2 separate regions of the Bicyclus anynana genome follow, and region 2 is linked to region 1. Evidence: chromatin contacts called from public Hi-C data. All regions are on one chromosome and are shown on one strand. The core of a region is the stretch at or near the end of the contact, and the rest is flanking DNA. Distances in the headings are between cores, read along the strand shown.

Region 1 (6,010 bases), core at 2,605-5,104:
TGGAGATTTTGAACGCGAATGTAACAGTAAATGACTTATTTATCTTAAAAATTTAATTTGAATTTTCTCAAATCCTTACTCGTTAACTAGTAAGTTCAAATACAAGATTAGACTTCACTTTATTTCATTTGATTTTATAATGATTAGTAGTTTATTGATCGTTGTTTTCACCATTTGTACATAGTTAATTACAAGCTATATAGAATACTTGAGCATCTAATTAACACTATGATTGTGAGCTTAACGAGAGCCGATGATAGTCGTAACACAACTTGTGCTACCAATTAAATTGGTTGTTTTAACTGACTTTCAATATTATATTAACAAAGTTTCAATCATGGTAAATGTATAGATGGTTAGTATTTTTTATCAATCCTAAGAATATTACATCTTACAACCTATTGGGTTATTATAATCAGTTAATACTGAGGTTTCAAAATTCATTCTTTAATTTTTAGTCACTATAAGAATAAATTTTTAAACCTATTCTTTCGTTTCTCTATACCAGCTCAATGAACTATACCTAACAAGTTTTCTTTTCAAAATATGCAAAATATGCAAATCACCATGATGATTCGATTCACCGCTGGAAAGTTTAACAACAGTTCCTGTCCTTCAGAACTTCTATTCTTAGACGTCATTCATGTTGTGTGCACTGTGAATGTCTTCTAAGAATAACATTCTAAAGTTATTCTGGTCTGGAACATACATAACATGCGTACGTATTATGTAGACGTATGTTTTATCACGATACGATCGTAGGGTTTGTCGTTTTTGGCTCTAATTAAGTAATTGTGTATGTTAATTTTCAGAGGTTAAAAAACTAATAAACCCTTAACTCGAAGACGGCATGCACTAAGCGTTTTTATTGTCATTAGGTATCACGCAAGTTGGTGGAGAAATCGCCGATTAGCCACGAATCGGCGTCGATCGATGCGTACCTACACGCCGGAGCAAATTGAAGTCAATTTCAGGTGAAACTCAATGGGAACCATGATTTGTATTGTTAAAAAATGACATTCCAACACTTTCTCTAAAGATACGTGCCCATTCTTGATTTAAAAAGAGAATGCCTAATTGCTTTACATTCAGTGCATTATTTTGATGGATGGCATATTGATGATGATATTATACATCCGATACTTTAGCGAGCTAGGCGTGTAAGGTGACTTTCCCACCATGCGTCGCATAACTTGGTAGTCTAATACAATGGCTAACCTTAGGTGGAAACATTATTTTGCGATAAGGTAGTTTATCCTTTAGTGTCGCCGGTTGCGAAAGTCTGATGTCGAATCTTTCGTTGTAAAAGGCCATTAAATGTGATTTAGTAAATGGACCTTTGACATGGTCAAAACAATCGCTCGGTTTAATTCAAGACAACATTGCTCTCAAGTCTCAACACACCAAACATTCTTGGGAATACCAAAAATAGTTGAGAAATATCGCAGTGAATAATGAAAGTAAATGTGATTTATGGTGAGTGATGTGAGTAGACCTTTGACTTTGTCTACGGTAGATTTAAAAGAACGTTGTCTAAGATACCGTCATGTTATTAGGAATCTTCTACTTGCAAATAATTGCAAAGTTCGATGTCAGTGGAACGATTTTAATGGTAATTAAATGTCACTCACTAGAAGACCTTTGACTCGGTCTAAGAATTGCGAAGTTGTAGATAACATTGTACTAAAGACGCGGTCAGTCTTACCAGAAGTCTTTAGCGAAAGTAGGGCTCGCACGTAGTGTCAACGTAAGTCAACTAAATGGACATTTCGTAAGGCGTTTCGTCGATTAAATTTCGACGTAATTTATTAGAACCGGTGTAAGTTCTTAGCCGAATCTGAATCTGTACCTACTGACCTTACGAAGTCTAATAAAGAATTAATCTAATAAATTCAAAGAAAAATACATTACGTAGGTACTTCATTTCATAAGTATGAAATATAATGAACTAGCAGACGGCGGCGTCTCCGTTCGTGTGAAGTTCTGTCATGTACAAATTCCACGGGAACCCTGGATTTTCGGGGATAAAAAGTAGCGTATTTTCTGCTCTAAGGTCTTAAATCTCTACCAAATTTCATCCAAATCGTAGGCGGTTTAGCTGAGAGAAGATAACAGACAGACATACCTAATTTCGTATTCAGTAGGTATAAAGTACGATAGTCGAGCGGCAATAATTGCTTAGCTAGAGACTTATTGCATTGTTTAAAGTGCATCATAAATGGCATACTGATCATGCAATCATGCATGTTATGCGAAATGTTATGATTGCGCATAACGATCAGACGTAATTAAAATACGAATAAATTGGTAGTAACTATTAAAATACCGGTTTATCGGCGGTCAGATCACGGTCGTTTAGTAGTATTTTGATGAGATTTATGTCCAACGACAAAACTGAGGTCTAATGTTCTGAGGTCACCAGTTCCACCTCACTGATATAAATAAGCTAAGATGATGACCTAATGCAAACGGTACATTTATAGAAACTGCAATTATCCTCACCTATTTGTATTGTAGCTACCTAAGTCTTTACTATTGTGCATACAAAGAGCTGTGATAGCCCAGTGGATATGACCTCTGCCTCCGATTCCGAAGGGTGTGGGTTCGAATCCGGTCCGGGGCATGCACCTCCAACTTTTCAGTTGTGTGCATTTTAAGAAATTAAATATCACGTGTCTCAATCGGTGAAGGAAAACATCGTGAGGAAACCAGCATACCAGAGAATTATCTTAATTCTCTGCGTGTGTGAAGTCTGCCAATCCGCATTGGGCCAGCGTGGTGGACTATTGGCCTAACCCCTCTCATTCTGAGAGAAGACTCGAGCTCAGCAGTGAGCCGAATATGGGTTGATGAGGATACAAAGTGTCTTGCATAAAGCTGAAGAGACAATATCTGCCGGGTCCATCATGTGGAGAGAGCATTTATATTTCATACTAGCTGACACATAAAAAAAGTAACATGAAGTACTTCAGTCAGGAAGTAGTGGAGACTAGAGTACTCTCAGAGACTAGGATAATAGTCTCTCTGTCATAAAGCATCTCTGTCAAGAAATTTTGTTCAAAACTATGACTCTATACACTATTTCTTCGTTGCATTAATTGAGTATAATCCTCAAACATCTTGACTTTTTGTGTTACACAAAGTATTAATGGGATTTATAAATTGTTAAATTAGTCTTAACTGAAGCATTACTCCATTAACCTGATATCAGAGATTGATTGGACGTAATGAGATTGACAGTTGCAATGGGTAAAGTCGAATCCATCAGTAATTACTGGACTGATTAACCAATTTAAACTCCACCATAAATGATTGGAAACTAATAATGATAGATTTATAAAAAAAAAACATAAAACATTGCATTCCCAACTACAAAATATAAAATCTGTCAACTGCAGTTTGCAACAGAAATGTTTTAAAAAAGTTATATTTAAAATATATGTTTGGTTGTATTAAGCAACCCATTGATTTATTATGAATTAGATCCATAGAGGTAATTCAATATGCCAGGTGACATGCATATAGTGTTTTTATATTTGCATCATAATCTAATGCAAGTGTGAAACATTATATTAAAAGTTTTTAAATTTTGATTGCTAAGAAAATACTTTTAAATACTATTTAATGTGCTACCATTTATAGGAAGTATTTTGTATATTGAATTAATAACAGCTAAGGAATTTACTAATTTTCTATGGGAACACTAATTGTTGAAATGTAGGGAATTTTTGTATATGTGTCAGCAAGCTTTCAATGTTGGTCTTAAGTGTGTAGCAATAAAGAAGTGTAGGAAAAAATAACTCACCACTTCTTGGAGAAATCGGCACAGCAGGTTTCGGTGCAGAGTTGGAACAGAGCCTTCCAATCTTGGATGGTGGTTTGAGACCTGATGGCTTGATGAAATGCGGAGGTCTTGAGGCTTCAGACCTGGGCACTGTAGACGCAGTTGTGCTGACTGAAGCTGCATCGGAGGATGTTGACGACGGCGCTGGCGGGTGAGTTGTGGCTTCAACAGCTTCTTCCATTTTATCACTCATCTTGAAGCACTTTTTACACTTTTCTTTTTTTATATTTTAGCGAAACTACGTCACGTTCCCATACTTGGTTCAAAATCGAGCTACGGTTTAACGACGCTAGTAAAAAAAATTAAAAGTGAAAACAAAACGACGCGTATCAAAGACTCTCACGGCTAATAAACTAAAAATACCGCAAGTTCCCGCGCAATAACAGAACACGCAATCTGGCTCACGGCCATAACGCTAACGTAAATGTAAATAAATTATATTTACGTTTACGCAATTTAGTTATAACAATGATAATTAGTAACGATCTTAAAATCGAAAAAAATTTCAAGCGCTATATTTCAAATGTTTGGTAGTTTGAAAGTCTTCGAGTACCGAGACTCGTACCTTCTTTTAAATCATTGATATGAAAAATATAACTGCATACCTTGGATGAGGAAATAGAGCACAAAATGTGCTATCCGTGACTTAAAGAAAAACTCGCGAAATTTTTACCGCTCGCCTCCTGAAACCAGCTGAGCTTGACAACGTTATCACTCACTACACCAAATCAACACAAACTCACAAAATTTTATGGTAATCCATATTCTAGACGAACACTACCTTAAATTAGATAAAATGTAAGCACCAAAATAAAAACAGGAAGCTAGAAATATATTTACAATCAACTAGAGAAACTCGAAAGATGCACACACAGCACAAAAATTACTGTACTTGACGAATTTCTTATACATTGCTGCGTTATACCAAAACCGCCGCGTGAAAGTCATTGAAATTTTCTACTTCACTTTACATTGCCTGCTCGTTTAAAAAGCATTTGTTATCAGTTTAAAAACTTGATTTCTTAGGGTTATACATTTTAAAATTAATTCACCTATCTACATTGAGAATATTTAGTTACGGTTTTTTTTTCTACTTTGAAATAAGTCAATATCTTCTGGTATTTTAATTATGTACTGCGACTTATTATTTTGTCAATGAATCTTTTAAATTTCACAACGTTACTTTGAGTTTGGGTATAATGTTGGCAGCTTGAGTAACGGTTTTTTTTTATTGGTAGCATTGTATTGTCAGTTCTCTTTTTGACAGCTAAACCTAAACGTGAAATGTCACTGTCAGTGTCATAATTTACATGTCACGATGTGAAGATACACCGAAATCCGAATTTCACGTGAAAATAAAATATCTATTGCATTTTAAGAAAATGGTTTCCAAATAAGGTACCACTTTCTTTCCACAATAATAAAATGAAGCTTGTGTTTAAGAACATCGATAAAGATGGCAGCGGGTAAGTCTTAGACAATTCGACTATCAATTTTGTAAGAAGCTCTCTTGTTTTTATGTCTAATAATTTGAAATTTTTAGGTGCATCGCACTTGTGCCTGAAGAGCCGGAGGACATGTGGCACGCCTACAACTTAATAGCGAAGGGTGATGTAGTTACGGCGTCGACCGTACGAAAAGTGCAAACTGAATCGTCGACTGGCTCCTCTACCAGTAACAGAGTCCGTACGACGCTCACAATAAGGGTGGAGACCATCGACTTTGATACCCAGGCCTGTGTATTAAGGTTAAAAGGCCGCAATATTGTTGAGAACCAATATGTTAAGGTAAGTCATCATTATCAACCCATATTCGGCTCAGCTCGAGTCTCCTCTCAAAATGAGAGAGACCAATAGTCCACCACGCTGGTCCAATGTGGTTTGGCCCTCCCACCTCCAGTGGTTCCACCTCCATAGTTCATGTTTCTGTAGGAACACAGGTATAAAATATAGCCTACAACGGTCAAAAATCTTTTGGGTTTCTGTTGGTAATAATTTTCAAAGATCCACAGATTAGTATTAAGTCTATTCACACAAATTGATGTGTACTATGTTCTGCCTGTGCCTTTAATTTCCATCTGTATATTTCCAGATGGGAGCATATCATACTCTAGATTTAGAGTTAAATAGGAAATTTACACTGCAAAAGATATTATGGGACTCAGTA
Region 2 (6,010 bases), core at 1,136-3,635, 46 kb before region 1:
TATTGCATTGCATTGCGAAGCATTTTCGTCGTAACTTTGAAAATTTGATCACAATTCGTCGCTAAGTTAAAATTGAAATATTGGAACATGATTAAAGAAGCTTACATATTTTGTACTATAATGTGCGGTAATTGACAAAATGTCTAAGTTATTTATTATAAACTAATAAGGCATCTGTAAAAAAGTCTGGATTATGATTATATGTTATTTTTTACCTTGTAAGTATAAAACATCAATCATTAATGTAAAACAAATTATTATATTATGAGAAAATAATGTCGTTGTACGTTTCCATTGTTTACATAATATTATGTAGACGTCTACAGGTTTTCTATTAAATTTATTCGTTTGTTTCGGTAATTCTCAGATAACGATCAATAATTTTCTGGCAATTAATGCCAGAATATTATTAATATATTTTACTTTATACGAAGTAAGCAATTGATACATTTTTACCAGAATGCGGCACCTCTGGCAACAAAATAAACTTAATAGCACTTCGTATCAAAGTGGTTTATTCCGTTTTTATATTAATTTTCATATAGAAAACCTGTTGTTTCGCCTACTCAATGGATAATTATGCTGGCTTATCATCACAAAACTTCGATTCTGAAATTGTGCTGCAGATGCAGTACAAACAATTTATATAATACCACTATTGTAGTGCGGTGGCCACACTATGATGCGTTCAACTTTTAAAAATGCTGACTATTCTTTAACATAAATCAGCCAATTATTACTGCATATATACTGTTTTCCTTTTAACATTTAGCGTTCCGGTACGATGTGGTAGTAACCGAAAGGGGTGTGGATTTTCATGCTCCTCCTAAAAAGTTAGCTCGCTTCCATCTTAGATTGCATCATCACTTACCAACAGGTGAAATTGTAGTCAAGGTCTAATTTGGTAAAGAATTAAAAAAAAACGAACAAGAATTATTAAAAGGAAGGCTTTAAATTATTAATGTAAAACTTTAAATGCGGCGTTCTGTAAATATAGTGTTTAGTACTGTTAGATAAAATAAAATATTAGAAATTTCGTAAAGTACTATCTTATAAATCCTAATTCACACTATACTAATATGACAATTCTAAAAGCAAACATACTTTTACCAATGTCAGTCGTATAATTAAGCTAGAAACAAAGACATATTACAGGGCATGGTCACATAAAAGGTTTTACAGTTTAACTATAATGATAATAAATAAACGCGGCAAAAGTTAGCTGCACAATTCTGAAGTTAAGGCTATCGTAAAATTATTCAACGATTTTATGGGGAACTTAATACCTATCTGTTATTGAACAATTGGCTGAAATGTTAAAGAATGTTCTTTAGACTGTCACAAACGTTACTTCGAAGTCTTACAGTATTTCTGAGTCAATATAGGCTCTATCATTTTCTACCAAGGGGATGTCAAAGGCCAAAACATACCTAGCAACGTATTTGTGAATATCAATCAATTTTTAACATTGCTAACGTTGACATACAGTTCAAAATTAATTAACGCGATAGTTTAGTTATCGCCGACGAAGATAGCAAAAGTGTTAATTAATTTATATTAACACCAGCAACAATTCTGATAGTATTAAGTGCTGTATTGTTTGATAGTGAGAAATATGCTTCAGATATACGGTGGCTTTGACAGTCAATACTCAATACAATACATTATAAAGTTAGTTTTGGCAATCGACTCGAAGACATCTGTATGCTTAAGATGAGCACCACGATATGATATCTCCAGGCGAGACAAATATCGATCAATAACTCAGACCAGTTACCAGAAGACTTGCCTCGCTAGACGTTACCCCTCTGTCAAAAGTATGTATATGATCATGATCTAACGTTTTTATGCAAAGTGGGTCTATAGAATGAATGTTTCAGTGTGTGTATTATGATTTAATTTTATAGTTGTGTGTAGTGTCTTTTACACTACAGGATATATTTATTGGTTTATTGGTGTTAAATATGTTCAATGTGTGATGTTCGATACAAGTCTAAATGTTTGTTTGGTCCAAGTTGGTCTGAGACCAATAATGGTAAAGTCGGAAATATCGCTCTCTCTTTTGATGCGTTGGGAGAAAAGAGGACCAATAACAGAGGTCAACTCCTCTGATATTGGTCGGCATTTGTTTTCTTTTCACAAGATATATCGTTGACGCATGTTAGGGTTTCTGGAACCTATAATACTCGTTCGAAAACACTGTAAGACTTAAGAGTATTGTTTGCAAACTGCTGTTATTGAGGTTAATTTGACGATCGTGTGATTACCGCGCAGCAATAGTAGCGTACTGTACCTGCAACGCGCTCTTCGCCGACACCGGGGTGGAGGACGCGCGTGGACCGGCCCGCTGTCGCGCGATGTGCCGTAACGTACGTACCGTGACGTGACGTGACGTGACGTTAGTGATCGTGCACATGCGCGCAAAACATGAAAACAACACACGTTAGCGCACTCAGTTCTAACCGCACAAACACGCGGGATGTACAACTTTTGATAAGTAAAAATATTTTAAAAGCTTTTGCGTGTATGGGTGTCAAACTGTGTGTTTGTTTGTGGTATCGTCACTAATGGACTTTTTGGGCGCAGTTTTCATTTTTTAATAAGATATAGACGGGTTTTATTATGTCTAAAAACTATCAGATTAACCAATTGCAGAATAAGAATACAACAGGATTTTGAAAAAGAGAAGTCGTCGTTCTAACTGCCTCATGAATATTTTTTTATATCGGTGAGAGAGGTAGTCGAATCTGGAAAGACAAAGGCTGCTATGGATGCGTCACCTGCACTGGAAATCTTTTATAACGACACAACTCATATATCGCGGCTAAATACAGGAGTAATATAGACAAAATGCTTCATTACTTCTGCGATCCTGGTACTTTAAAGCTGGAGCGTTACAATTACTGCGAGTTACTGAAGCAGCGTAAAAGAACTACTTTCCGCTCAGTTTCAATGTACAGTTATTAGGAGTAAACGTAGGTATAATTCATCTACACCTGTGTTATTAGAAACCTTTAGGAAAAAATGTAAAACATTCTCGTAAAATCGTGGCGTATTTCATGGAAACATGGTTGAAGTTTGTAAGCTCATAAAATATTTTTGCTCATCAAAAGTTCGACACTGAATGTGTTCACGCAAATCCAACATAGGTTAGCAACAAAAAAATCTACATGAAATTAGTACACTGTGCTTTTTTTGAAAGAAGCAAAATCAATAAAATTCAATAAACAAAAATATTAAATTAAATCTATACTAATATAATAAAGCTGAAGAGTTTGTTTGTTTGTTTGTTTGTTTGTTTGATTGAACGCGCTAATCTCTGGTACTACTGGTCCGATTTAAAAAATTCTTTCAGTGTTAGATAGCCCATTTATCAAGGAAGGCTATAGGCTATATATTATCCATGTATTCCTACAGGAACGGGAACCACGCCGGTGAAACCGCGCGGCGCCAGCTAGTATTTAATAAAATCGGTAAAATATATTCTGTTCTTAGCTAATTATGGCGACGCGAATGGGGGTAATATATTTATCAGAGTATATGTCATATTGTAATTTATATATATTGAAAACTGTTATAAGTATGTCAATCAGTTTGTTTTTCTACATCTAGTAAAAGTGTACATATGATATCATGATAATATAAGATAAGAATAATTATTTTCAATGGTAGGTTTTCCAAAATCTTGGATTTCAATTATGTATTTATTATTGTGCTGTAATTGAGAATTAAATTCCAAATATCAGCACATCTACCCTAATGATTAATATTTAAGTATAGGAATCATACTGATCAATAAATTAATGTTTCGATAAAATATTCTCAAATATATTATACCTACTCGTAAGTATAAGCAAAATAAAACTTGTTAAAAACAACGCTACAGCAATAATACTTTTATAAGACCCTTATAGGTAAGCCTCTTATACGTAATATCACAGTTAAATTATAATAAATATATGAGTTTTCAGTCTCATAAAATGTATATCGAACTAAATGCCATGAAGCACCTTTAAAAAGCATCATAATTATAATAATAAATTAATGAGGAACTACAATGAAATTAATATATAAAATTATAGAAAATCAATCATGATCAATCTAATTAAATAAATAATAAAATTAAGAATAATTGTCAATGATAAATAAAAATAATTTAACACAAGGGCCAAACCAAGGTGTGCCAGCTACAGACCAAACAAAATTAATTACTGAACCATGCAAACGAAAAGCTACTTCTACCCACCATTACTCTTGCGTGTAGCCATCGCTGGAGACTCGTTTGCCTCGAAAAAAGGTATTAGAGTTCGTAAACGATACGAACCTAGGTATAACACAGAAGCTGTATTTAAAATATGATGGCACCATGAATCAAATCGAGGAAATGTGTTTTTACGTATACTCGTCCCTGGAGTTTAAATACCATACAGATTTTTTGCAACAATACATATGTTTGTAGGTACATTATTGCAAATACAAATAGAGATTAGGTACCACAGCCGATTATAAACAATGATAAAGTAGGTAGCGACAGGAACATTATGCTCAAATGTACACTACATATGGATATGTGAACTGGAAAGGCGACACGCAAGAGAAATGGTAGCTCTTTCCGAAGCCTGAGAAGTGATTGCGCGACGGCGGCATCTCCACGAACAGGTCCGTAGCCGGGCCCCGGCTGGCCCTCGTCACGGCTCCCGGCCGCCCGCCCCACCGCACCACCTCGCCGCCGCGCGACCCCACCGAAGCAGCGCTGCTGGTGCTGGAAACGCTGCGCCGCGATCGCTCTGACCGCGTCTCGAAACTCAGCACGCTCTCCGAACAGCGCCACGACTTGGGCAGCGAAGCGTTCGTTCCGCGCGGAACGAGCGCATCGCTTTTAGAGTTGCGGAACACTAGGTCGTAGTACACCCGAGGCTGCGGCAGAGCGATGAGGGCGCAGCGGTCCATCTCCACGTGTTTCACCAGCAGCGTCTTGTCCAGCAAGCTGGGCGCGCTGCGGTGCGGCCGTACGAGCGGGCGCGGCGAGCGGGGGGAGGGCGGCTCCGCGGAGCGCGCACGGGGCTAGCCTACCTGAGCACCCAGCGACGTCACCCCGAGTCTCACCCCCGGTCGGGAAGACGCGATCGAAGTTCCGAGCGATGTCAGCGATTCGCGCGAGTTGGAACGGCGCACCGGCGTCGCCCGCCCGTTGCTGTGGATAGCGCACGCCCCGGGCTTGCGGTTCGAAGGCGAACGCGACACCTTCGAAATTGGCGCGAACAGACCGAAACGAGGAGCGCACTCAAAGTATCTGCAAGAGATTCGCATGTCAAAATACTTAGCAGCTGATGTAAAATCTTTTGTGGATGAACGTTGATTTAATTTACCTCTTTCCATCGACGGATCCATCGTTTTTCCCCAGAGGGTCATCCAATTCTACACCTCCCCAGACGCCAGTCGCGAATTCGGTAACACCCACATACCGAAGTGTACCAGCCTTGCTGCCCCTGCTGCTAGATACTATTACTCGATCGCCGAGGCGAAGGTCTCCATTTGTGGTGGTCGATATGGAAGCATCTACAAAAGTAAACGTTTTAAATTCCCCTTCGGGTGAGACAATACAATTTGACTTGACTAAGTTTAACTTACTCATCTTACTGCTGACAATGCTTCGAACACTGCCATTCGGTGAAAGCGTTCGCCTGGGTCTCGCTGACCCTGAAGGTGGTCGTTCGAACACGCTTCCGGCGTCCGAGACAGGTGATGCATCATGCGGTGCGTGGCTTGCTATTGGTTCTCTAGTTAATCTAGTGAGGCGAGAAAACACGCCTCGTTTTTCGGGACATTGGAAATAACGGAAACCAGCCACAGAGCCGTCATTTTTACCTGCAATAGTCCAAAATCTTTAGATAACAAAGCTAATTAATTTCAAATTCATTAATGATACAATTTAGTTTCATAGATGTAATTAAAGTGAAGTTGTAATACTAAGTAGCATACCTATAGGATCATCAAGAACAATGCCGGC

What was found. A called contact is a pair of places that touch in the nucleus more often than the background predicts.
Region 2: a contact with region 1 is called in a Hi-C map of whole larva, with 2.7 times the contacts expected there. The contact joins the enhancer-like site here to the promoter of LOC112047082 in region 1. A contact is called at or near these places in 2 of 2 Hi-C or Micro-C datasets (whole body and whole larva).

The regions. Positions count from the first base shown.
Region 1 is chr5:13,312,633-13,318,642 of ilBicAnyn1.1, reverse strand. LOC112047082 (protein pelota) reads left to right here and starts at 3,854. Exons shown (of 7, transcript XM_052881511.1): 1 at 3,854-3,995; 2 at 5,388-5,631; 3 at 5,936-6,010. The coding sequence starts at 3,898.
Region 2 is chr5:13,356,941-13,362,950 of ilBicAnyn1.1, reverse strand. LOC112047055 (CAP-Gly domain-containing linker protein 1) reads right to left here. Exons shown (of 17, transcript XM_052881506.1): 3 at 5,983-6,010; 4 at 5,632-5,868; 5 at 5,370-5,559; 6 at 5,074-5,293; 7 at 2,294-2,347. Among protein-coding and RNA genes, the nearest start is that of LOC112047055, 25 kb to the right of the region's middle. Within about 2 kb of position 2,385, at least 4 of the 8 cell types and tissues checked have open chromatin away from gene starts, as enhancers often do.